2 separate regions of the Macaca mulatta genome follow, and region 1 is linked to region 2. Evidence: chromatin contacts called from public Hi-C data. All regions are on one chromosome and are shown on one strand. The core of a region is the stretch at or near the end of the contact, and the rest is flanking DNA. Distances in the headings are between cores, read along the strand shown. Region 1 holds the start of PARP16 (poly(ADP-ribose) polymerase family member 16). Region 2 holds the start of CLPX (caseinolytic mitochondrial matrix peptidase chaperone subunit X).

What was found. A called contact is a pair of places that touch in the nucleus more often than the background predicts.
Region 1: a Hi-C map of fetal cortical plate shows a contact between it and region 2, with 4 times the contacts expected there. The contact joins the promoter of PARP16 here to the promoter of CLPX in region 2. A contact is called at or near these places in 3 of 14 Hi-C or Micro-C datasets (fetal cortex germinal zone, fetal cortical plate and liver).

The regions. Positions count from the first base shown.
Region 1 is chr7:42,713,471-42,719,213 of T2T-MMU8v2.0, reverse strand. It overlaps PARP16 (poly(ADP-ribose) polymerase family member 16), which reads left to right and starts at 3,190. Exons shown (of 4, transcript XM_077939590.1): 1 at 3,190-3,831. The coding sequence starts at 3,658. It overlaps LOC114680001 (small nucleolar RNA SNORA24), which reads left to right and starts at 4,499; the gene lies at 4,499-4,629. It overlaps LOC144329929 (a long non-coding RNA gene), which reads right to left and starts at 1,174. Exons shown (of 5, transcript XR_013395677.1): 1 at 1-1,174.
Region 2 is chr7:42,597,246-42,603,054 of T2T-MMU8v2.0, reverse strand. CLPX (caseinolytic mitochondrial matrix peptidase chaperone subunit X) reads left to right here and starts at 2,832. Exons shown (of 14, transcript NM_001260887.1): 1 at 2,832-2,976. The coding sequence starts at 2,898. LOC106999218 (a long non-coding RNA gene) reads right to left here and starts at 2,459. Exons shown (of 3, transcript XR_001445945.3): 1 at 2,321-2,459; 2 at 1,367-1,468; 3 at 197-333.

The DNA of each region.
Region 1 (5,743 bases), core at 1,941-4,440, 120 kb before region 2:
CCGGGCATGGTGGCTCACACCTATAATCCCAGCACTTTGGGAGGTTGAGGCAGGTGGATCACTTGAGGTTGGGAGTTTGAGACCAGCCTGGCCAACATAGTGAAACCCTGTCTCTACTAAAAATTCAAAAATTAGCCAAGCATGGTGGCACACGCCTGTAATCCCAGCTACTCGGGAGGCTGAGGCAGGAGAATTGCTTGAACCCGGGAGGTGGAGGTTGCAGTGAGCCAAGATCAAGATCACGCCACTGCACTCCAGCCTGAGTGACAGAGCAAGATTCCGTCTAAATAAAGAATGAATGAATGAATGAATGAATAAATAAATAAATAAATAAATAAATGGCAGCTCCTTACCTGCAAGATATAATACTTCCTGACTTCAAGGACAAAGCAGTCAACCAATCCAGAAAAAGCATTCTTGTTGTTCAGGCCTTCTTGTTGTACAAAGAGTGGCAGCTTTTGTTTATCTTTTCTCTTCAAAGCTTGGGGGTTAGCAGCTTTACAGATAAGGGAAGTTCTGATAATAAACCTGACCAAATTTGCACAAAACAATAGTTAGACTATCCCTTTCTGCCTTAAATCTTGGTGCTTGATTTTCTTCCTTACTAATAAACGTCTTTTGTGGCATATTCTTCCAGAATAGGGCACGTTCATCTGCATTAAAAACCTGTTCAGGTGGATATCTTTGTTGTCAGTAATTTTTTTTTTTTTCTTTTGGAGACAAAGTCTCGCTCTCTTACCCAGGCTAGAGTACAGTGGCATGATCTCTGCTCACTGCAACCTCCGCCTCCCGGGTTCAAGCGATTCTTGGGCTTTAGCCTCCTGAGTAGCTGGGGCTACAGGCACGTGCCACTGTGCCTGGCTAATTTTTGCATCATTATTACAGACAGGGTTTAACCATATTGGCCAGGCTGGTCTCGAACTCCTGACCTCAGGTGATCCACCCGCTTCGGCCTCCCAAAGTGCTGGGATTACAGGTGTGAGCCACATGCCCGGTCCCCACTTTCAATAATGAATAAGAAGATCAACAAGAAAATCTAAGATTTGAAAACAATATAAATCAACTAGACCTAACAGACATCCATAGAGCACGTGACCTAACAACAGCAGAATATATATTCACATGAAACATTCTCCAGGATAGGCCTTATGCTAGGAGACAGACAAACCTCAATGAATTTCAAAGGACAGTAGTAAACAAAATGTGTTCTCTAAGCCAGGTGTGGTGGTGTGAGCCTGTAGTCCGAGGTGCTCAGGAGGCTGAGCCAGGAGGATCACTTGAGGTCAGATGTTCTAGGCTGCAATGTGCTATGATCATGCTTGTGAATAGCCACTGTGCTCTAGCCGAGGTAACATAGCGAGGCCCAGTCTCTTAAAAAACAAAAAACAAGTATGTTAGTGATTCCTTAGGAGTGGGCGACATGGTGGTGTGGGTAGAGCAGTGATAGCCTAAGTGTAGAGAGTTTCTTTTTGAGGTGATAAAAATGTTCTAAAATTGATCATGGTGACAGTTGCATATATCTGTGAATGTACTAAAAACTATTAAATTGTACACTTTAAATGGGTGAATTGTATGGTCTGTGGATTATATCAAATGTATATAAGCAGAGCTGAAACCCCTCCACAAGAAATGTGGTTCTGAGATCACCTTAGCAAATTCTGATAAAATCTAGGAGAATGAAGTAAACATAAAAACATTCAACGTCACTATCAATTAAGTAAATGCAAATTAAAACTATAATGAAATTCAACTTTGTGTCTATGGAATTGACAAGACTTAAAAAGAATTCTAATATTCTGCATGAGGTAAGGCATGAGAATGCTGGCCATCAGAGGCCCTTCCACACCACCCTGTGATGTGAATATTATCATTATGATTCTCATACCATATGTGAGAAATAGCTTCAGATAAGCATATTTTATATATCCACCCAACAAACAATTCTTGAGGCCAAGGAGGTATCAGAGGGTGGCTTTTGTCTAAGGGCTGCAATGAAGAAGAGGTGGAATGAGAGATGGTTCCCTGGTCTCCTGCCCCACTCCAAGCTCTCCCTTCCTGGGGTCTGAGCTTCAGAAGCCACCTTAGAGTTCCTGGGTCCCATGAGAACCCCCAGGGCTTTTGAAGCATTAGGGGCCTTGTGGTTCTAGGCCTCAGAGCAAACAGAGATTTGATGTGGGCTCCTGGGAGCAGACCCCAACCTTTATGGGGCAAAAAAAAGATGGGAAGTTCTGTGGTGTCTGGGGGACCAGTCTTCGCCCTACCTCCCGAAGTCATATATGCAATCCAATGGCATGGGACAACCTCTCCTCTGAGCCCAGGGCCCAGCACAGCCTGGATGCAGAAGGAGAAGTTTCTTCCTCAGAAGATCCTGCAGGGTAGGAGCGTGTGCACTGTGTTGGTCTAAGCACAATGGTCTGTGTTTAGATTTGCACGTGACCATGAGGTCACACTTCGGGGTTTTCTTCTAATGAAGGTTCTGAGTAGGGAGTTAAGTCAATGCCCCTCTGCTCTTCCCCAAGCTCCCTGTCAGAGAGGCCTCCCAAGGAAGATCTTGGGGCATTTGAGGCCAGAGACTTAAGCAATTCAGAGAATTCTGGAGGCTGAAAAGCAGAAGAAGTCTTTTGTTTTTCCAAAGACCTCGGTGCGAATCCCAGATTCACCCATCTGACTGTGGGATCTTGGGCAAGCATTGCAGCACTCTAAGCCTCAGTTTCCCTGGGTGTTAAATGGCTCCTTTTGTGCAGTTTTTGAGGGAAACGATTCAAGAGAGAGACAACAGGTAGCATTAATTCCCCAAGGAAGAGAAGTAGGCTCAACCCGCCGAGCTGGGACAAAGACAAGTACAGGGGCGGGTCGACAGGGTGCCCAAATCAGTTTCTACCAGGCGCTGCTGTGAGGATGGGTGGCAGGGGCGTGGGCGACGTCGCCCGGCACACACTGGCGGCGACACCTCTCGCAGCTGCGGCTGATTGGGGTCTGGGCGGTGCGGGCACAACCCATACGGAGGAGCTGGCTGGCGCGGGAAGGGGCGGGCCCTCGGCTGGGCCGGGCGGAGCGCTAAGCAGCGTGGGAGCGCGGCGGCGGGAGGGGAGGTAGGCCGGGCAAGGCAAACTGACGTGCGCTGCAGGCGGAAGACAGGTGGCGCCGAGGGCAGCCGGGCGAGAGGCGGGGCTTCGGCCGCGCGGCTGGAGGCGGGGCAGGAAAGCGCGCGCGGCGCAGCAGCCTCGCCCGTCGCGGAGAGTGGGCTCTGCCCGCCGTCTCTCGGGGGCTGCTTCCCGCCCCAGGCCTCCGCGGAGGACACGTGTCAGTACGTTCCCGCGGTTGTCATTCCATTGTCATAGCCCCTCCCCCAGGCCGGGAACCCCTCCCAGCCACCAACCCCGGCCCCATTATCCCTGGGCCCAACCTCCCCGCGGACCCGCGGTCCAGGCCTCGGTCTCTCTCCTCGGCAGCGAGCCGCGGCCCAGACCCCGGCAGAGGACCCTCGTCGGCACGTTCTGAACCCGTGTCATCTCAGCCCCCTGCCTAGCTCCACCCCAGGCTTGGGAACCCGGCCCCTGACGGCCCATTGTCAGCGGGCCCAGCCCCCGCGCTGAACGCACGCTCGCCCTTGCCCCCAACCAGCGCGTCTCCCCCGGCAACGCGCAGTGACCTGGGATGCAGCCCTCAGGCTGGGCCGCCGCCAGGGAGGCGGCGGGCCGCGACTTGCTGGCTGCCGACCTCCGGTGCAGCCTCTTCGCCTCGGCCCTGCAGAGCTACAAGCGCGACTCGGTGCTGCGGCCCTTCCCCGCGTCCTACGCCCGCGGCGACTGTAAGGACTTTGAAGCCCTGGTGAGTGTGCTTTGTCCTGGCGCTGCCCATTGCGTCCTGGACCAAGTGCCCTGTGGAACCAGAGGTAGAGGCAGTTCCATCCGCGTTAGTAAACATGACAGCCCCCAGACTTTTCATTCCCAGCTTGGCATGGCCTTGCCTTGGGGAAGGTTTCCATTAGCTAAGAACACTCCTGACACCCTCATGTCAACTCTCACTCCCAAGGCACTTGGTGGCTGCTTCTCTCCTGTCAATGACAAGTGACTCCGGGGACTGAAGTGAGGAATCAGGAATCGTTGCATAGTCCTCCACAGATTTTCTAGCCTGGCCAGAAATAGGGTTGATGTGAATCAGCTGTTTTGCTTAGCTAGAAAGTTATCCATCCTTTTGCAAATAGACACCAAAAAGTCACCAAAGCCACCCAGAACTTGGTCTTCCGATGAGGTGATCTATGGGCAGTGCTTTTATAAACTGTAACATCCAGTGCGTATGTCAGCTGTTATTTCTCTGATTCACCAGGCACTTTTTTTTTTTTTGCAGAGTTCACCTCTGGGTCAGCATTCAAGATATCAGTTGTCCTTATCCAAATGTTTCCAATTGCCTAGAAAAATATAACTTACCAAAATCGATTCAGTAAAAAGCAGAATATTGAAATAGCCAATAGCTGATATTCATTAAAGACACCGAACTCCATGTATCTTTGGGAACTGTCAAGTGTGGCAGTCTCCCTTCTTAGCCATGGAAGAGCATATTCTTGTTCATCAGCAAAGCTGTCACCATTTAATTGGTATCAGATTCTGACTTGCACAAGTAACATTCTTCACTGTTAAAAACTTGGAGGGGCTGGGCTTGGTGAATCATGTCTGTAATCCTAGCACTTTGGGAGGCCAAGGCGGGGGCGGATCACCTGAGGTCGGGAGTTTGAGACCAGCCTCACCAACATGGAGAAACCCCGTCTCTATTAAAATACAAAAATTAGCTGGGCATGGTGGCACATGCCTGTAATCCCAGCTACTCTGGAGGCTGAAACAGGAGAATCGCTTGAACCCGGGAGGTGGACATTGCGGTGAGCCAAGATTGAGCCATTGCAATCCAGCCTGGGCAACAAGAATGAAACTCCATTAAAAAAAAAAAAAAAAAAGCAAAACAAAACAAAACAAAAAACCTGGAGGGTGCCAGGTTATTGGGCGAACTTTTCTAAACTATTGTAGAAAAAGAAGAAAAAGGCTGGGTGGCTCACGCCTATAATCCCAGGACTTTGGGAAGGCAAAGCAGGAGGATCGTTTGAGACCAGCCTAGGCAGCATGGTGAAATCCTGTCTCTACAAAAAAATAAATTTAAGAATTAGCTGGGTGTGGTGGTGTGTGCCTGTAGTCCCAGCTACTTGGGAGGCTGAAACGGGAGGATGGCTTGAGTCCAAGAGGTTGAGGCTGCAGTGAGCCATGATCACACCACTGCACTCCAGCCTGGGCAACAGAGCAAGTCTCTCTCCCTCAAACAAAAACAAACAAAACAAAAAACCGTTGAATTAGTAGTCAGAGATTTTCCCTCAAAGAAAACTCTGGACATAACTGGTGTCATTGGTGAGTTCTAGCAATCACTGAGGGGATAAGTAATTCCCGGTGTTACACAGAATATTAAAAAAGAGGCTAGCAAACCTTGACCCTAAATCTAATAAGGTTGATGGAAAAAAAGAAAATTATAGGCTGAGTGTGGTGGCTCACACCTGTAATCCCAGCACTTTGGGAGGTTGAGACGGGTGGAGCACGAGGTCAGGAGTTCAAGACCAGCCTGTCATCTCCCCATTATGGTGGCACGTGCCAGTAATCCCACCTACTTGGGAGACTGAGGCAGGAGAATTGCTTGAACCGGGACTTGGAAGGCAGAGGTAGCAGTGAGCCGAGATTATGCCACTGCACTCCAGCCTGGGCAA
Region 2 (5,809 bases), core at 1,583-4,082:
ATCCAGTTGTCTCAGCACCATTTGTTAAAAAGACTATTCTTTCTCTACTGAATTGTCTTGGCACCCTTGTCAAAAACCAATTGACTATAAATTTGAGAGTTTATTTCTGGACTCTTGGTGCTATTTTATTGATATATATGTTTACCCAGATGTCAGTACTACACTTTTTAATTATTGTAGCTTTGTAGTAAACCAAGAAAGTATGAGTCCTCCAACTTTGTTCTTTGTTTTCAAGATTGTTGGAACAGGATGGTCTCGATCTTCTGACCTTGTGATCCACCCGTCTCGGCCTCCCAAAGTGCTGGGATTACAGGCTTGAGCCACCGCGCCGGCCTGAGGAGGAAAATTTTTTAAACTTCAGTACTATTTCCCCAGGGTCTGGCATGTAACTAGTAGTTAATAAATATTTGTTGACTGAATGAATGCGAAGTCAATTATCTAGAATAGATTGGGAAAAGGAAGTCTTACTGGAGTGGTTCCCCTAGCCTGAGCCTTGATTTAGCAACACTCTTACTCAGCTTGCTTATAGCAATCTATAGGTTTTGGCGAACAATCTCTTCATTTTTATAATGAGAAGAAAATGCGACACAATTGAAAAAGAAGGTAGGGGCGGGATGAAAAGAATTTAAATTGGGTGTCAGAGGCCCTCAGTTCATTTATAAAAGGAAAGGTTTGTCCTTGACTCAATGAATTTCATACATTGTCTTAATGCAGAACTGTTTTCAAAAAAACCCCCAGTAATTAAATAGTTCAAGGCAGAGCTGCTCTGGTTGATTTTGGGGTGGCATGGTGGAGTTGGCAGGGAAGGTCCATCTACTTGGTTCCTTCACCTCTACTACAAAGCTATAGCTTCTGAGAAATTTTGCGAATATAGTTTGAAACACTGGATTGAGGGAATACTGGAGACTCTCCTCTCTCGGAATTCTATTAATGGACTCAGGGGAGGAAGACCAAAGTCTTGGTGAGGGAAGACGTGGGCTCTCTTCTAGTCTCTGCAACTATGGTGGCTCAAGACCATAGTGGTACTCCCTCACTATGCTGAGGGAGTACCAGGAGTCACCTATCCAAAGAGAGAGAAAAAATTGTGGCCTGGGCCAAGGCCAATGACCCTTCTCACAGCTAGACACAGGGACCTAGAAGCCACATTTCTCTGGACTGGATGGAGATTGATGAGGGCTCACTGACTTGTGTGACCTGGTCTTGCCTCTCCCTTTGCTGCCTCCCCATCCCCACCCGCAAAGCTCAGCAATAAAGGCACCTAAGCTCACTTGGCAATTTCTCTGGGGTTCAGAGTTAATAAGAATCTCATACACAATGTAAATACTCAGTCTGGCACCAACCCAGATGGGACAAGGGCGTGACTCACTTGTCACCAACCTCCATCCTGTGCAGCTGGTCCATCTGTTTAGCTGTGCAGAAGCAAGCCCTGCAAGAGGGCTCCAACAAAGTGTTGGGGTCCGCGTGTTTCCTAAACAAAGGAACCAAGACACAAGACAAGACAAACATGGCGGCCGCCTCGAATGGCGCACTCTGCTTTATTTTATACAGTCGTTTGTGGAATGTTGCCAAGTTACAAGACACATTGTTGTTTTTCTGACCTTTCCCAGACTTTCTGGATTTTCAAGATGTTTACACATAAACAAGCCCCCAGGGTCTGCTGTTTGCAGCTGGCTCCTTTGTCCTCCCTGTTTACAGGGAAGGAACGCCCTGCTTCATTTGCAAGAGCAGGACTTAGCAGGAACACCCTGCTTCGTTTGCAAGAGCAGGACTTATTGGCAACGTCTGGTTTGCACATAGTCCCCTACACAAAGCCTAACAGAAAAGGGTTTAATGAAGGGAGTATTTACTAGCGTGTGTTCAGGTTTAAGAAAATCAGTCGGGCGTGGTGGTTTACGTCTGTAATCCCAGCACTTTGGGAGGGCAATGGGAGAGGATGACTTGAGCCCAGGAGTTCGAGACCAGCCTGGGCAACATAGGGAGACCTCATCTTTACTAAATAAGGAGGGAGGGAGGGAGGCAGGGAGGGAGACAACCCTCAAGACTGTAAAACACCCATGGACTACCAACAGCTGGAAGCTTTATCACCACGAGGCCTGAAAGAACAAGGAGAGGGAGCTGTTACCACCTAACAGTTGTTGCTTAGGTAACTAACTGACAATACCACCTCCACCTTACAAGTGATGAAACTAAGGAGAATGATAAGACGAGGAACACAGGATGTGGAATCCCGGGGGAAGAAACTTAGTCAATCTGAAGCATCTAGCGGCTACCAAGGTACTTTAGAGACTTCCCCCGTGGATGGTTAAGCTACCATCCTCACCTTGACCTTCCCTGCCGCCCACCGAAAGTGACCGGAAGAAGAGCTTGACTATGACGACTAGGGACTACAAGTCCCGGCATGCATCTCTCCGCGTCTATCTCAAAACCGTTCAACTTTAGGATAAAAGGGCTTTTGGCAACAATGCGCGTCGGGACCTGTAGTCGCCGCCGTTGGGTCTAGGCGCTTGCCGTAGGGCACTAATTGGCGCGCCCACGGTACCGCCCCCTCGCCTTCGCCTCACGTAGCTTCTCCAGCGCGCATACGCGGCGCGTACCCACGCCCTCCGCCCCCTCCCCGGGCCTACGGCGCAGGCGCGCGCAAGCTCCGCGGGCCCGGTAGGCTGGGGGTGGGGGGAGAAGGAGGGGAAGGGAAGGGGGGTTGGGTGTCTAGTCTGGTGAGTAGACGGCTGTGGGGCACAGAAGCGCGAAGGCCTGGCAGTCGGGCAGGTGAACTCTGCACGGGGTCTAGGGCCCGCGGAAGGGTTCGGAACCGAGTCAGCGCGCCTTGCGAGCAGGATTCGCGCAGCTGAGACCCGGAGGTCCTCAGGGGGCGAAGCCCCGGCCTAGGCCTCGCGGAAATGCCCAGCTGCGGTGCTTGTACTTGCGGCGCAGCTGCCGCCCGGCTCATCACGTCCTCACTCGCCTCCGCGCAGAGAGGTAACGAAATAGTGCCACTCCTGAGCTCTCAGCCAAGGGGGAGGGGGTGGACTGGCTGGTGGGTAGGGGTCCTGGGGAGGGCACGAGGCCTGCTGCACCCGGGGAGTGTGAGGGAATGGGCGGCACTTCGCCCGGCACCCACTGCTTTCCCCGTGGAATGGGGCTCTGCCGACCTCTGGAGCAGCCGTTGCTCAAATTGGAAGTAAACTCCTTCCCACGCGTCTTCTTGCGCGCTTTCAGGCCCGCTGACTTTGGGGCCGGAATGCGGCCACTTCGTAGAAACCCTGAAAGAGGCACAAAATGTTCCTCTTATTAAAAAATGCCTCCAGATCCCACTCAGCCCTGCCGGGGACCGCCGCCTGCCCCGGCCGCGGCTCTTCTTCCGCAGCCTGGCCGGGATCCCTCTCGGGCCCGTTGGGGGCTCCAGGAGGGGCTGTCCCTGCTAGGGTCCCCTAGGACTCAGGGCACCCAGCTGACCGTCCCGGACGCAAGCCGCGCGATACCAGAGATGTTACTATCACTGTGCGGCCCAGACACTGGGACATAAACAAGGTTCACAATATTTCCCGGCGTCAGGCAAGCCCCGGGGCACGCAGGACAGCGGCGGGGGAGATGGGGAGAGGTCCCGCAGGAGTTGGTTCGGAAGTCCTTGGGTGTTTCAGCAGTCCTTTGCTGGCTTTCCCAACTTGACCGGGAGGTTGTTTCCTAAGAGTGGCGCATGTTGTTTACCTTTCCTTTCTGTTTATCTGAAGCTGTGAAAGAATGGCGCCCCAGCCAAGAGAGTCTGGAAAATAAACTTTTTTTCTCTTCCTCAAATCTATGGATGTCAGATCACGAGGCTAGATCCTGTTATAATCACTGACTTCTAGACAAATTCTTTTTATTTGGACTTACCGGTTCATGACCCTTGGATGGATTTTTAAAAAGGTCCCTTTTATCTAACTTTTAAACCAATTATAAAATCCCTATTGTTTACTAAATGTATCTTCTAGTTTCTTTACTACACAAGGAGGGATTGAATGAGGTAATGTGGGCAGAAGCATTTTGTAAAATGATACATAAATGTAAGAGAGTGAATTTAATCCTAAATCATTGTTAAGCCTCAACCAGTAGATGTCCCAATTCCAGGAATTCGATTTGCAAACACTTTAAAGTGTTTTTTTAATCCATTTATGTGACATACATTAATATTTGTCGAGGGCCCACTATGTGCCAGGTCTTTTAGTGCTGGAGGTAAGAGTGGAGAATAAGTCCTCACCCTCATGTTTAAATCTAGTGGAGTAGACAATAATACAGTTTACAGTGGTTGGATGAAGTATGTGTGTGTTCTCTTTGGGCAGGGACGGCTTCTTTGAAAGTGTTCTTGATCTGTTCTAGCCAAGAGTCCGTGAACACTTTTGAATCATAGGAGATAAGCAGTTATTTTTTTTTATTTTCAAAACGACTGGTTTCTTTCTTTTCTTCTTTTCTTTTCCTTCCCTCCTTCCTGTCTTTCTTTCCTTTCTTTTCGTCTTCTTTTTTTTTTTTTTTTTGAGACAGAGTCTCGCTCTGTCGCCCAGGCTGGAGTGCAGTGGCGCAATCTTGGCTCACTGCAAGCTCCACCTCCCGGGTTCACGCCATTCTCCTGCCTCAGCCTCCCGAGTAGCTGGGACTACAGGCGCCGGCCACCACGTCCGGCTAATTTTTTGTATTTTTAGTAGAGACGGGGTTTCACCGTGTTAGCCAGGATGGTCTCGATCTCCTGACCTTGTGATCTGCCCGCCTCTGCCTCCCAAAGTGCTGGGATTACAGGCGTGAGCCACCGCCCCTGGCCTCTGTCTGTCTTGATGGAATCTGCTCTGTTACCCAGGCTGGAGTGCAGTAGCGTGATCTGGGCTCACTACAACCCTCGCCTCCTGGGTTCAAGTGGTTCTCCTGCCTCAGCCTCCCGAGTAAGCTGGGATTACAGGCGTGCACTACCACGCCCAACTAATTTTTATATTTTTAGTAGAGACGGGGTTTTGCCATGTTTGTCAGGCTGATCTCCAACTCCTGGACCGCAGGTGATCCACCTGCCTCGGCCTCCCAAAGTGCTGGGATTACAGGCGTGAGCCACTGCACCTGGACTAGTATTTCTTTTTAAAAACAGTTGTTCTGAAATTTAGAAAGCTTTGTCTGTATGATAAAGTTCTGTAAACAGTGAAACTTAAATTGTGTTTTCTGGTTGCTGCCAGGTAATCTGGTGAAATATACTTTACAGAAATACTTCTCTTTTTTGGCTTTCAGAGCTTCTTCACCTGAGGTTTACAGGCCCCCAAAGGGTCTTTGCATAGAATTCAGAGGTTCTGTGAACTTTATTTTCACTAAGCTCTAGCTGAAACATAAGATTTCCTTGGCCTATTAATGTTCACAACACATCCACAGTAGTCTTAGAAGTGTCTGTGGATTTGTCATCAATCAAAATCAGAAATATTTTCATATCACATTATAGTTGTTGATATTTCAGAATATTGTTCATACTTTTTGCTACTTTGAAATCATAGTAATTATTTTAAAAACTGTTAGATCTTATTTAATTTTGCTTGTTAATAAAGAGGAATATTTTTTAAATTTTTTTGATAACTACTTCTTTATAATTTGTTTTCTTTGTTATGTATTTTTTTTATACATTTAAAAATATTCTGAGAAGAGATCTATTCGGAGGCTTCACCAGACTGCTCAAGGGGTTCATGTCACAAAAAGTGTTGGAAACCCCAATTAGTTTGCTACAGAGCTTTATCATTTTTATGAGAATTTTATGATTGGTCAATGGTCATTTTGATTGCATCTGTCACTCTCCGTCAATTTTTTTTTT